Linked DNA regions of Pan troglodytes: region 1 is linked to region 2. Evidence: chromatin contacts called from public HiChIP or PLAC-seq data. All regions are on one chromosome and are shown on one strand. Each heading gives the region's core, a stretch centred on a gene start, on an enhancer-like site or on the middle of the called end of the contact. The rest is flanking DNA. Distances are from core to core; before and after follow the strand shown.

The links. HiChIP or PLAC-seq counts read pairs in DNA pulled down with a chosen protein or histone mark.
Region 1: a contact with region 2 is called in an H3K4me3 HiChIP or PLAC-seq map of stem cell-derived excitatory neurons, with 5 times the contacts expected there. The contact joins the promoter of UFM1 here to the promoter of TRPC4 in region 2. A contact is called at or near these places in 1 of 7 Hi-C or Micro-C datasets (stem cell-derived neural progenitor cells) and 1 of 1 datasets of contacts at active chromatin or transcription factors (stem cell-derived excitatory neurons).

Annotation. Positions count from the first base shown.
Region 1 is chr14:37,462,833-37,468,486 of NHGRI_mPanTro3-v2.0_pri, reverse strand. It overlaps UFM1 (ubiquitin fold modifier 1), which reads right to left and starts at 1,746. Exons shown (of 6, transcript XM_001149496.8): 1 at 1,324-1,746; 2 at 1,190-1,246. The coding sequence starts at 1,325. It overlaps LOC104001824 (a long non-coding RNA gene), which reads left to right and starts at 1,177. Exons shown (of 7, transcript XR_008538783.2): 1 at 1,177-1,307.
Region 2 is chr14:36,976,291-36,982,241 of NHGRI_mPanTro3-v2.0_pri, reverse strand. It overlaps TRPC4 (transient receptor potential cation channel subfamily C member 4), which reads left to right and starts at 2,421. Exons shown (of 11, transcript XM_509635.6): 1 at 2,421-3,121.

The DNA.
Region 1 (5,654 bases), core at 497-2,996, 490 kb before region 2:
GCTGGTTTCAGAGTTGGTGTTTCACTAACCAAAATATGCTGAGAGGAGAGACAGGGCCACCAGAGTTGAGGGTGTTTGCATGAGAATGATTTAAAGGTGGACCAATGGACTCTTAACTATATAAGGAGTAAGGTAAGGAATAGAAGTGGGGACAGCTACAGATAAAAAATCACTGTGATTAACGGATTAAATGAAACGTTGTAGATGAGAAATTATAGTAAATCAGGTAGGAGAGAATGTATTTATCCATAAGAGTGCCTGTAAACGAAATGTCAGAGATGGAGCAATTATTGGAATCTTAAGGTTCTAGGCTGCAACCATGAACACCTGAGATAAAGTGTAACAAGGATATTTTGGAGATGAAAAGATCAAGGGAGGAAAAGGCTGAGAGGTTGTATGGATCATGGATTGGTAAATCATTGAAATTTATCAGTCAGCTAGGTAGGCCAAGGTACTAATTAATTCTGCAAAAAATTCTATTGTAATCCTGTTCTTTGCTACATTTCATGCTACTTCCAACTGCAATAACCTCAAGAGTGTTTACTTAAAATCTATCACTCAACTGCGAAGGATAAGTAAAGGCCCCACATGGATAAACTATCCCCTATCTGCATTTCCCATTCCTACTAAATACTCTATTAAATCCCAGCATAGGAAGGGTGTGATCTGAGTCTCATTACTTTGTGATGCCCGATTGCTGAGTTACTCATACACAACGAAACTCAGAAGCCGCGGAATAACAAATGTTCAAGTAATTTCAAAGTCTTGACTATCAAGATGGAATGTCTTCCTTAACTTCCTCAACCAGCTGGCCAAAGCGGTGAAACGCTTTTCTAATATCCAGCAGATGGGGACTGTTTAAGAATCCCAGCAAATTACCAGAACCTGGTCCACCTGTCCTCCCGCGCCACCTGCCCACCAAATGAATTCCGAGGGGAGGTCACTAATCAGAAACATACCCACACCCTCGTGACGGGGCCAAGCTGCCAAGCTGACACTTAGCGAGCAAGTACGGACCTCTCCTCGCAGGCTCCGGTGGGAAAGGCTCCTGGAAGGGCGCGAGCCAGCAAAGTAGATGAAGTGAAGAGATGAAGACTGCGTGGGGTAGTTCTTGGAAAGGCTCGGATCATCCCCAACCCAGCCCCGTCTTGTCCGGCCCCAAAAGGCCCATCTCGGCCGAGCTACTCACACTTTGTACGGCAGCCGTGGGTCCGACGTCAGCGTGATCTTAAAGGAAACCTTCGACCTGAGGAAAAGAGCGGGAGAGAGTCAGGGTCGGGCAGCTGGACCAGGAATTAAGGCAGTCGGTAAGCAAACACTTACATGGTGGTGCCGGAATGAATCTAGAACACACGACAACTCCCCGGGGGTAGCACGACTTCCTCTAGTGTGCTGGGGACCGCCCCGCTCCACTCACGTCCACGTCTCCCTCTGCAAACTGGGGACCTCCGAAGTTGTTGCTATCCAACGCACTGCCTGAAAATTGGCCCTAAGAGCTCATGCTAGGTAGCGCTTTTAAATTACAAATATCTTGTGCTTTTGCGTTTATATATCTAAGAAAAAAGTACGGATTATATTTATAAGATATCTTTCTAACTTTGGTAATTTGCTACCATATTTTTAGTCAGGCAGAATAAGCGTGGGCATAGAGTGTAGGACCCTAGGTTCCAGTTGGCAGGTTGGGGCGGAAGTAAGGTTATGGGGTAGTCGGATGAGCGAGATGGACTTGGGGCGAAGCTCGGGGCGAGGCCGGGGGCGGGGCTGGGGCGGACGCGCTCTAAAGTTGCTAAGGCAACCTGAGCGCGGAAAAGCTTAATTGGTGCTCCAGAAGCAGGAATTGCAACACTGCTTTATCATTAGTTTTCTTCTGTCTTTCCAGCAAACCAATCCTGTTATATCCTTTACATTTCTCATAGTTTCTCCTTCACGCTTTACTTTCCGATACTGATTTATAACTATTGAATTTCGGTTAAGTAAGACAGCTATCAAGTACGAATTATCTATGCCAAGACTCCCGCTGGGGTTGGTGAGAAAAAATGAGGTTTCTACGTTTGGGGAACGTGGCGTCTAGTTGGGAAGACACATCTATGAACAGGAGATTTCAGTAATTTGTTATATGGTCTAATTAAACCAGTGCGCTAAGTTGCTAATCATTGACCACATTTATTCAATTTAACAACCAACTTTGAACCCTTTCTATTTGCCCGGCGCTAAGCTAAACTCTGGGGAATCCAAGATGAGTAAGGCAGGTAGGCGTCAACTCTCTAGGATCTAACATCCTGTGTAGTGATGACGGAAGAAAATTGTCCTCTAAACTTTATTACAGATCTAAACCTCTGTGTTTGGAAAATATGCGTCTGTCTCACAATGACTGAAATGCCCTTTTAAAACAGCATGAATAGACAAAGGAGGAAGCAGGTAGGCATTAAAATAATGGGGCAATCTAGTTGATCTTTAGAATATGCATCAGATTCTTAAGGAGAGATACTTAAGAGAGGAACCAGGAAGGAACTGTAGTAGGGATAATGGAGATCAAATTCATCTTTACAATAATTTTGCAGCCAACTGATCTTCTATGGTGACATTTCCCAGTGGAGAGAGTTCTGGTTCTGAGTGTAGGCAAGTAAGACTCCAATATTCTCATGACAGCCATCCTCACTTTTTAAAATAATGGTCTTACCATATATGTAGATGAAGCCAAATATTGATTGACAGATAAAGGGATCAACAGTTACAGCCTTAATAGCTGAAAGTATTCTATTAGTGGGTGTGACTAAAACTTGTGAGAATAGTAATAAGGATAAAACTGTGATTGTGTCTACCTATTGTCAGCTAGCCAAATAATAATGAAAGAGATGAGTGTACATATTTACAGTCTATAAGACTACATATTATATATTTTGAAACAAAATTTGCATCCTGCTATTTATAGTTTGGTTTCTGCTCATGAATCAAAACGTGGCAAAATCCTAAAGAGAAAAATGGATATTAATCAGAGAGCTTTTACTGTATGTATAAAAAGTGGTGAAAACAGAATTCAGTCCCAGACAGTGTGACTTTAGTACTCAGATTCTGCTGCTTCAGAAAATACATTTGTATATCAAAATAACATCTCTTGAGATATTAAATAGCAGCTGTTTCTAAATATTTAGAATTCTTTTTCACCTCAATCCCCAACTCTGCTTCTCATGTTTGTCTCCTCAGAGTCACAGCATGATTTCTGCAGCCTCCTGAGTTTTATTTTGCTTAGGACAAGAAAGAAATTATAAATGGATTTATTTATAATCAATTTTTTTAACTTTGTGAAGGGATTTGCAATTGGAAAATTTTATAGCAAAACAAGGACCTTCTCTTTTACTGAAAAGTTAAAATGTTAAAGTACATTTAATGGCTGTAATCAGAAGCAAACTCTGGAGCAAATTTTTGGAGATAATTGGCAGTGGAACATTTTAAGACAACAAATAGCATAAATGGCCTAATGTGTTTTGGAAAAGATCCAATTAGTATCATGTAGAGGCAGAAATGATTGTAGAAGTGCACAGTGTGACCATGTTAGACCTCATTAAATGTCAATGAAGCATACCAATATTCTATTTGCAAATGCATATAAATTTCCCATTATTAGAAGAAAGCCAGAAGGAAATTAAATTTACATAAGGACTAAAAAGATTTGCTTCCATAGTCATAGAAATTCTTCTGACTAGTTATTTTTATAGCCAACTTTATTTTTTATATTCCTCCGGATGCCAAAAAAAATTCTTTCATTTTCACCATAATTTGATTGTATTTACGATTATGACTAGAACCATCTGATAGTCAAATTATGTAATCTTGAAACATCTGCACCTGAATAAATCTTAAGGTGTTCTATTCCAAATACTTTATATTACAGGGAACAAATTATAGACTGATCAATTAATAATTGACTGATATTTTAATAGTACTTTAATCTGTTCATTTTTTTCTATTGCCTTTTCTCCCCTCAGAATCCACTAAAAGGCATTGATATCATTGAAGCAATGATAATAATGACTCAAAATTCATTAAGATTTATTTTTGGCTGGTATTAACCACTTTGTACAAATCAATGACAAAATATAGACTTTAAACTTTGATGCCTTGGCTATAAGTCATAATTTAGTGACAAGAAGCCTTATACAAAGAGGAGAGAGTGGATTTGGTTACAGAAGTACTTGGGAATATGTAAATGCTGTGTTATTTTTCAAGGTAAGGACTAGAAGGTTAGAGAATATTTACATTCCTTTGAGTCAAAAAGAACAATGAAACCCAGGTGAGATCAGAGCCTAGCAAGTCCAGGCAAGCCCTTACAGAAGACTATAGCTCTGAATGTGCTACATTTGATTGTTACAGTTACATATTTTTCCCAAATATTTCCTAAAATTCAGTGAGAAAAAGAAATGACTTTTCTACGAAGCTCATTGACTACAATGTTTCTAAATTTGAGGCTTAATCACAAAACGTGGAATATTTTAACCACAGAATTTGTAAAATATCTTTATTACAAAATGGCATTTTGAACTGTGAAAAACAGGAATTTAACAGTCTGGTATAATTAAATTTTCTCTCTAAATATTGTGCGAATTCTTCATTTAATGGAAACATTACTTTTAGAAAAACTGAAGTAGCCTCTGACAAATCCATTTCAACCATGAGTTTTTTTCCCCACATTTACATATTTTTATCCTTCCACCAGCTAAATGAGGTAAATATTAATGTTCTATTTTTACTTTTTTCTATTAACTTAAGGTTTTCTTATTCAAGTTGAGATTTTTAGATCCATTTGTAGTTTCTCCCCACATGACTCTTCTTGCAGTTTTATGTAGAATACAGGCTTCAGAGGACTGTGACGTCTGGTCCTTTGTCATCATCTCTCCATATTCTCAGTGATATTTGTATCCACTCCAAACATCTGAGACACATGACATCTCATTTTTGTCTGGTGATATCACTCCTTTTTGTGTGCTGGCAAGACGACTTTAGGACTGTTTGTTGTCTCTAAGGGATGTAAGAAAAGTGCCCTCTTGTACCACCCTGTGGCTACAGGGAACCCAGAAGAGCTCAGACATCTTTGACTAAAGATAACATGCTTTTCTCCCTAGAATGAAGGGAATCTTGTTGTCTTCCTGGGCTTCAATGGGAGCAGGAACTGGGCATCTTTTCTCTGATTCTGAAATTCCCTAGAGGTTGTTTCCCTAGGGATGAAGGAATAAGGCCATCTTTTGGGGAGACCTTACAATGTTTATCATTTTCTTCTCCTCCTTTCTCCAGCCCAGAGTATTTTTTTTATAGACTTTATTTTTTAGAGCAGTTTTAGGTTCACCGCAAAATTGAGCAGATAAAGATACTTCCTATCCCTACATATTCATAGCCTCTCACATTTTCAACATCCTTCAGCAGAGTGGTACGTTTATTACGGATGATGAGCCCACATTGACACATCATTATCACCCAGAGCCCATAGTTCACATTAGGGTTAACTCTTGTTGTACATTCTATGGGTTTAGACAAATATACATTGACATGTATCTACCATTATAGTATCATACAGAATAGTCCACTGCCCTGAAAGTTCTGTGCTCCACCTATTCACCCTCCCTCCTGCTTAGCCCCTGACAACCACTGATTTTTTTACT
Region 2 (5,951 bases), core at 1,172-3,671:
ACATTACAGAGAATTGTTTTACTGCTATCATTTCTTGGGTCACTTGTCTCTTGCTAATTTGGAAACATGAGTGCTTTCTTGTTCTGTTTAATAAGGTACTAAAAATAAATTCTAGATAGCATATAACATTTTATTGTAAATTTCTTTGACTTCAATGAATTGCATTTTATGTGGAGTGCAGGTTCGTAGAATGCTGCCAAACTCGTATGTTTAAATTGTTAAAAATAAACTCTTTGGATTGCTAATGACTGTAGTATATGCAATTCACCAGATTGTTTAAACAGATTTCAAATAATTTTCCTGTAATTGCTAATCATTTTGTAGGAGACCTGAGACCAGCAATCAATAATCACATGAAACTGTTGAAAAGGAGGCTCAGTGATCAACACAAATTCTTCTTTCCATGGGAATACAGCCTGCTCAGATGGCTGACATATATAGTGCTCTCCTTGGTGTTCTTTTCTGTTACATATTTATTGCAGTTTCATAGGCACCTTTTTATGGAAAGAAATAACAAATTAGAAAAAATTGGTATAATATCTCTTTGCTGACATCATGACAGAGATAACATTTGCTATAAAGAACAAATCCTTAGAGGGCAGGAGCATCTAACTTGGTACAGATGCTAAGGTTGCAAAGTAAAGTTCATCACTTCTAAACAATGGACAAGTTTGTCACTGATCAGCTTTTCTCTTGCATGTATTTTAATATGCATTATAAAGACCTATACTCATTTCAGTATGTGGAATTCTATCTACCACGGGTTGATCTCAAAGATATAAACTCAAACACAATATGTAGAATTTTGTTTTTCAGGCTGAGAAGAAACATTGTCAATAAATGTCACAAAAATACTTATAGTTCCATTAAATAAAATAGATTTCCATATATATGTTTACAGTCTCCCCTCCCTTGTTAGAAAGTGGACTTGAATTTATTATAAAGTTATTACCTTGTCTACTGATAGATACATTTTGCATATTTTTAAAAGCCATCATTTAATGTTAAGAAAAGTAAAGAACTGTTTAAACCTGTCAATATATTCTTCTTGTAGTAAAGAGTAAAAAGAGATTCAAGGAAGGAAAAAAGCCTTCTGTCGTTCTCTCCTTTGTTTACTGCAGAAGCATTGTAGAAACCAGGTTTATCTCAATGTATCTTAGTATTTTGGGAAGGACTAGAGGTAGTGCTCTCAGAAATTTAGAATAGGGGTCTAGCTGAGCTGGGAACAAACCCACAGAGGAGCAGTTAGGCAGGGAGAAAGATAAATTAACAAATAAGAAAAGTGACTTAAAAAAAAAAAGCAGCATGCACAGTTACCCCAGTGTGATCTCTGGTAATATCCTCTTTACTCATGTGAAAACTATTTACAAAAACCTCAACTCATGTGAACTCTGAAGTGGGTAGGGGAAGATAAAAAAGGAAATTCTTTAATTTTGTGCTTTAGAGTCTGAATATGGATGCCAGTTTGTCACTTTATATTCCTTGGGAATATTCCATGGGAAGAAACTGGTCCTCCTTGCAGTCGGCACAGCACAGCTTCCCAGGTGTAACAACGTGGTTGGGACAGGAGAAAACGGTTTCTCCTAAGATTTTGCGCAGACTGGAAGCTGAATCAGGCGTCTGCTGGGACACAATCAGAGACCAGCAGCTAACCTCAGGGCTTTCAGAAAATAACGGCAATCAGGTAGAAACAGAGTCTCGAGGAGGGTAATTGCCAGCTAGGATTCCTCAAGGGCTCCACTCTCTATCTTACACGTGAACTCTATCTTTCTCTGGGTCATGGGGTCACAACCAATTAAGACTTTCCGAGTGACAAGCTGGGAATCACCGTGTTGCAGTTACAGCAAGTGTTATTGCCAACTTTGCCAATAGTGTGTGTGTGGTTTGTGTGTGTGTGTATTCCTCTCTGTACTTTAATCTTATTTTCATATGTGAACACTAAAGAGATTGGACAAGAGATAACGTTTATCTTGAAATCTCACTCTCAGTAAGATGGTACCAGTATCGCGCACACACACACTCGCACACACTCGCACACACGCACATCACCTGCAGCCGCAGAACCTTGCACCCTTGGGCTGGCTCGCGTCTTAGGGTTTTGGTATATTTGGTGGAAACTTGCTGATTTCCTATGCCTTTTGGAAAGACCAAGCTGGATGAGGGTGGTTGGAACGCTGTGGCTCATCATTTATTCATTGCGACTGTTTTGATTGTTGACACTAGTGGCAAGCCGCATCCTCCAGCTCTTGCAAGGGAAGTCTGACACCTTGAGGACAGGAGAGGGGGTGCCAGTCGCCCAGAGAAGCGGGAGTGGGAGAAGCTTTGAGAGTTGCAGGGGACTACTTTTTTCCGGTCGGGCGGCGGGCCTCATGGGTGCTTGTTTACCGGGCTGGGAGCAGGGCATTCAAAAGCTGGGTGTCGGAGCGCACTGAAGTCCAACACGCCTGCAGAGACCGCCCTAAGCCTGGAGGTGTGTCTGGCTTGCATCCAGGACCACAGGGTGGATTCTCGCCACCGACTTGGTTGGATGACGGCTGGCTGGTGGTGAGCTCCCCTGCCCACTGGCTGACCTCAAGCAGTTGGCCCCGGTAGGTGGAGGCTATTCGAGGGGGACAAGCTGGGGACGCAGCGTCAGCTCCTGCCAGCGCGCGGGTCTCCTCCACCTCCAAGCAGTGTGGTGCGTGGGACGCGCATCTTCCCGGACTATCCCTTTCCAGCGCGGTCTGTGCGGACCCCGAGCCCGGCAGCCACCAGGGACGGAGGGCGGGGTGCCTTTCTCTGGGCTCATCCGCTGTCAGCCGTGGGAACTCTTAACTTTATCCAGAGGGATCGGTGCAGGCGGGGGTGGGAGAGGTTCTCCTCCCCTGGCGGTTACCTCCCCCTCCCGGGCCGCCCCTCCCCCGCCTCCCATGGCTTCGCTTTCAGAGCATCCTCACTCCGCCCAGTTCGGTGCCAGCTGCGTGGGCTCCAGCTTCGTTCGTTTTCCTTGGAATGCTCCAAAACTCAGCAGCGACTAAGGGAATTCCATTGGAATTTGCCGGGCGTGCTCTCACCCCGCACGGCACCCGCGCCGTCCGTCCTCGGATCCCGTCACTTCAGCCCGAAGATTGCAACTTTGCAGGTAAAGAGGATGTCGCCTCGGGGCTCCGTTCGACCGGAGCTACACCTCGCCTTCTTTCTGGGATCTCGGTTAAGTTTCCTAAGCTGCCTGGGAAGCCGGCTCTCTTCTGGGAGGCGGACATCCCCGCGGGGTTAGGAGTTCAAAAGGTTCTGGCTATGTGGTTTCTCTTCAAGGCTCAGGAAAAAAACCTGTGAAGCTTTCGGTGCTTGACTCGGGCTGAGCAGGAGTTTGGGGGTGCTCCTCAGTCTTCCGCCGCACTCGGCTTTAAAGCAGGGGAGAGGGCGAGGAGTGAACCCCCGGTGTGACTTATATGGTAAACAAAGGAGCTGCAGCCACGCCGTGGTGCTGGGGAATGTGGCCGTTTTTAGCCTTTTATGCATTTGGGGAAAATGGAGATCTCGGGGGCATCTGGGTGCATATAAGTGAGGCCTTAGCTCTCCGGCACTTAAAGTAGGGTAACGAAGGAAGGAGAGTGATCAATATTCTACCGATCGATTACATTCTGCGTCGTTTTCATTCTCTGTCAAGAAACAGAAACACTTTTATCCGTGTTGCCCGACCCAGGCTAGTGATTCCTAGTTCGCCTGGCAACCGAGATTCCAATGAAGCCAATGAAGCCAATGACCCGGTTTGCTACTTGGTTAAATCACTGGGATTCACTGCACAACTTGTTGTTCCAGCTGTGAAGTCAGCTGTCTTTTGCGACTAGAGACAAGAGAATACTGGAAAGGCATCGAGGATTTAGGAGAGCTGAGGAAAGGGATCTCTTATCTTGTCTGCCTGCATTCACTATGGTGTATCCACTATGGTGTATCCCTGTTCACATGGCTTCTTAGGGAGGCCCTTCCCAGTGAAATTCCATAGCTAGAAAATGCAGCAAGTTGCTTAAGGAGTAAGCACCAAGCCAAAGGAGTAGGAGGAGACAGAAGGAAGCTTTAGTTGTTTTATTAAAAAAAAAAAAAAAAGACAGACTTGTAAAACTTTTTCAGTTTTAATAAAACACCGCCTCTCAGAGCTCATATAATTTCTGCCTTTCCTTTCACAGTACATAATCACAGCACAAAGAATATTACAAATTCTTTAAGCAAAAGGTTTACTGGAGGGTTTTTTGGTTTGGGGTGTTTTTGGTAAAACTCTAAATTAGACATTGAGAGTAAGAGTGGGTGGAGATGTTAAAATGTTGAAATCTTCATCATTGTGTTGGGTTTGCTATTTAAAGTTACATTTGTAGCGCCTACTTTTTTATTCACCTGGACACTATTGTCCAGAAAACATCCTTCTTAAATGTTTAAGGGGGAAAAAAAAAAGCAATAAGATCAATTTCAATTTACTTGCTCACTGGTCATTCTGAAAGATATATGAGTCGGAATAGATTTTCATTACTTATAACCTTTAAAATTTTGTAATGGTTATATTATTTATTTTTCTGTTGCACTTATTTCCAAAAGGTCAAGATAAAACTGCATTAAAAAGTCTATGACAGAGTTAAAGTTCTCTTTGAATTTTATAGCTATTTTAATTATTAGACCGGTAAGAGACCAAATAACTTTTCATATAAAATAACCTTAATCGATTCATACTGTGTATTAATAGGAAATAACAGAAGCAATCCTTATATTCTTTCTCATTAGCGGAAATTTTAATGTCTTATTCTATACACACATTTCAAACTAACTTTCTAACTTATGCTCCATGGAGAACTACAGCCATCTATAGGACTGAAAAGTTACCTGTTTCAACATCCTCATTTAGGAATCCAAAGCTAAATAAATATTAAAAAACAACAACTTATGTTTATAAACTATTACATCATTTTAATTGGTAAGGAATCTGGAAGTTAGATTGGCTATTTTTCAATATTTGGATGGCTGTGTCTATCAATATTTTTGTGAACTAGATGTTGTTATAAACTTCACTGTAATAACTAAGCTTAGAAAAATTGCTGTTTCTGAACTGTAGATGAAAGATAGAAACAATGACAATCATTATTTTTAATTTTTCTTTTATGATTTCAAAGTAATAAACATCTGATCATCTAGTCAAATGCTATCAGCATACCCTGTGATAAAGACAATTACATTTGTATTGAAATATAATAACCCCCTTTAAGATGCACTGATTTTAACCCCACTGAATTAAAACTAATTTTAAGTGTATATTTTTGGAAATAGTCTGTTATATTTTTATACCTGCATGTTTAATTGCCAGGATTATTTATAACAGTTCAGATGATCAGCATTATAGTTAGCAGCTGAAAACTGAAATAATTTCTCTTTTCTGATCGATGCATATATTGGAACAAAAATAAAAATATGCACACATTTGTTCAATAGTAAGTATTGTAACTATCAGTGCTTAAAGTTAGTATAGATATATAAGTAAAGATAGATATATGAGAAATACTAAGCAGTAGCTAGAACTATAAAATTAGGGACTGAATATTTTATGAAAATATGATTGTTGTATTTTTGAAAATAATGTCAGGTAAAGGGAAAATACAATAAACTATTAAATTTTCCTTTTTCCAAAACCATCATTGCCATATAGCTTATGAAATCAAATTCTAATGTGCACTTTGACTTTAGAAATTGAATTGCCTAGACTCAATTGGAACCAGTGTTATTGACCTCTTTAATGCCTATGGAAACCCCACCATGATTATTTGGTTCTCATTAAAAATGAGGTTGAGGAGACAGCTCAAAATAAAAACTTTGCCTTTTCACCTAATTTATACCCTATACCCCCCCCCAAAATAAACATTAAAACTGGTTCGACTCAACCCAAATTTAATTGGGAATTTGTTTCTATATAGTTATAATGAAGAGTTGAT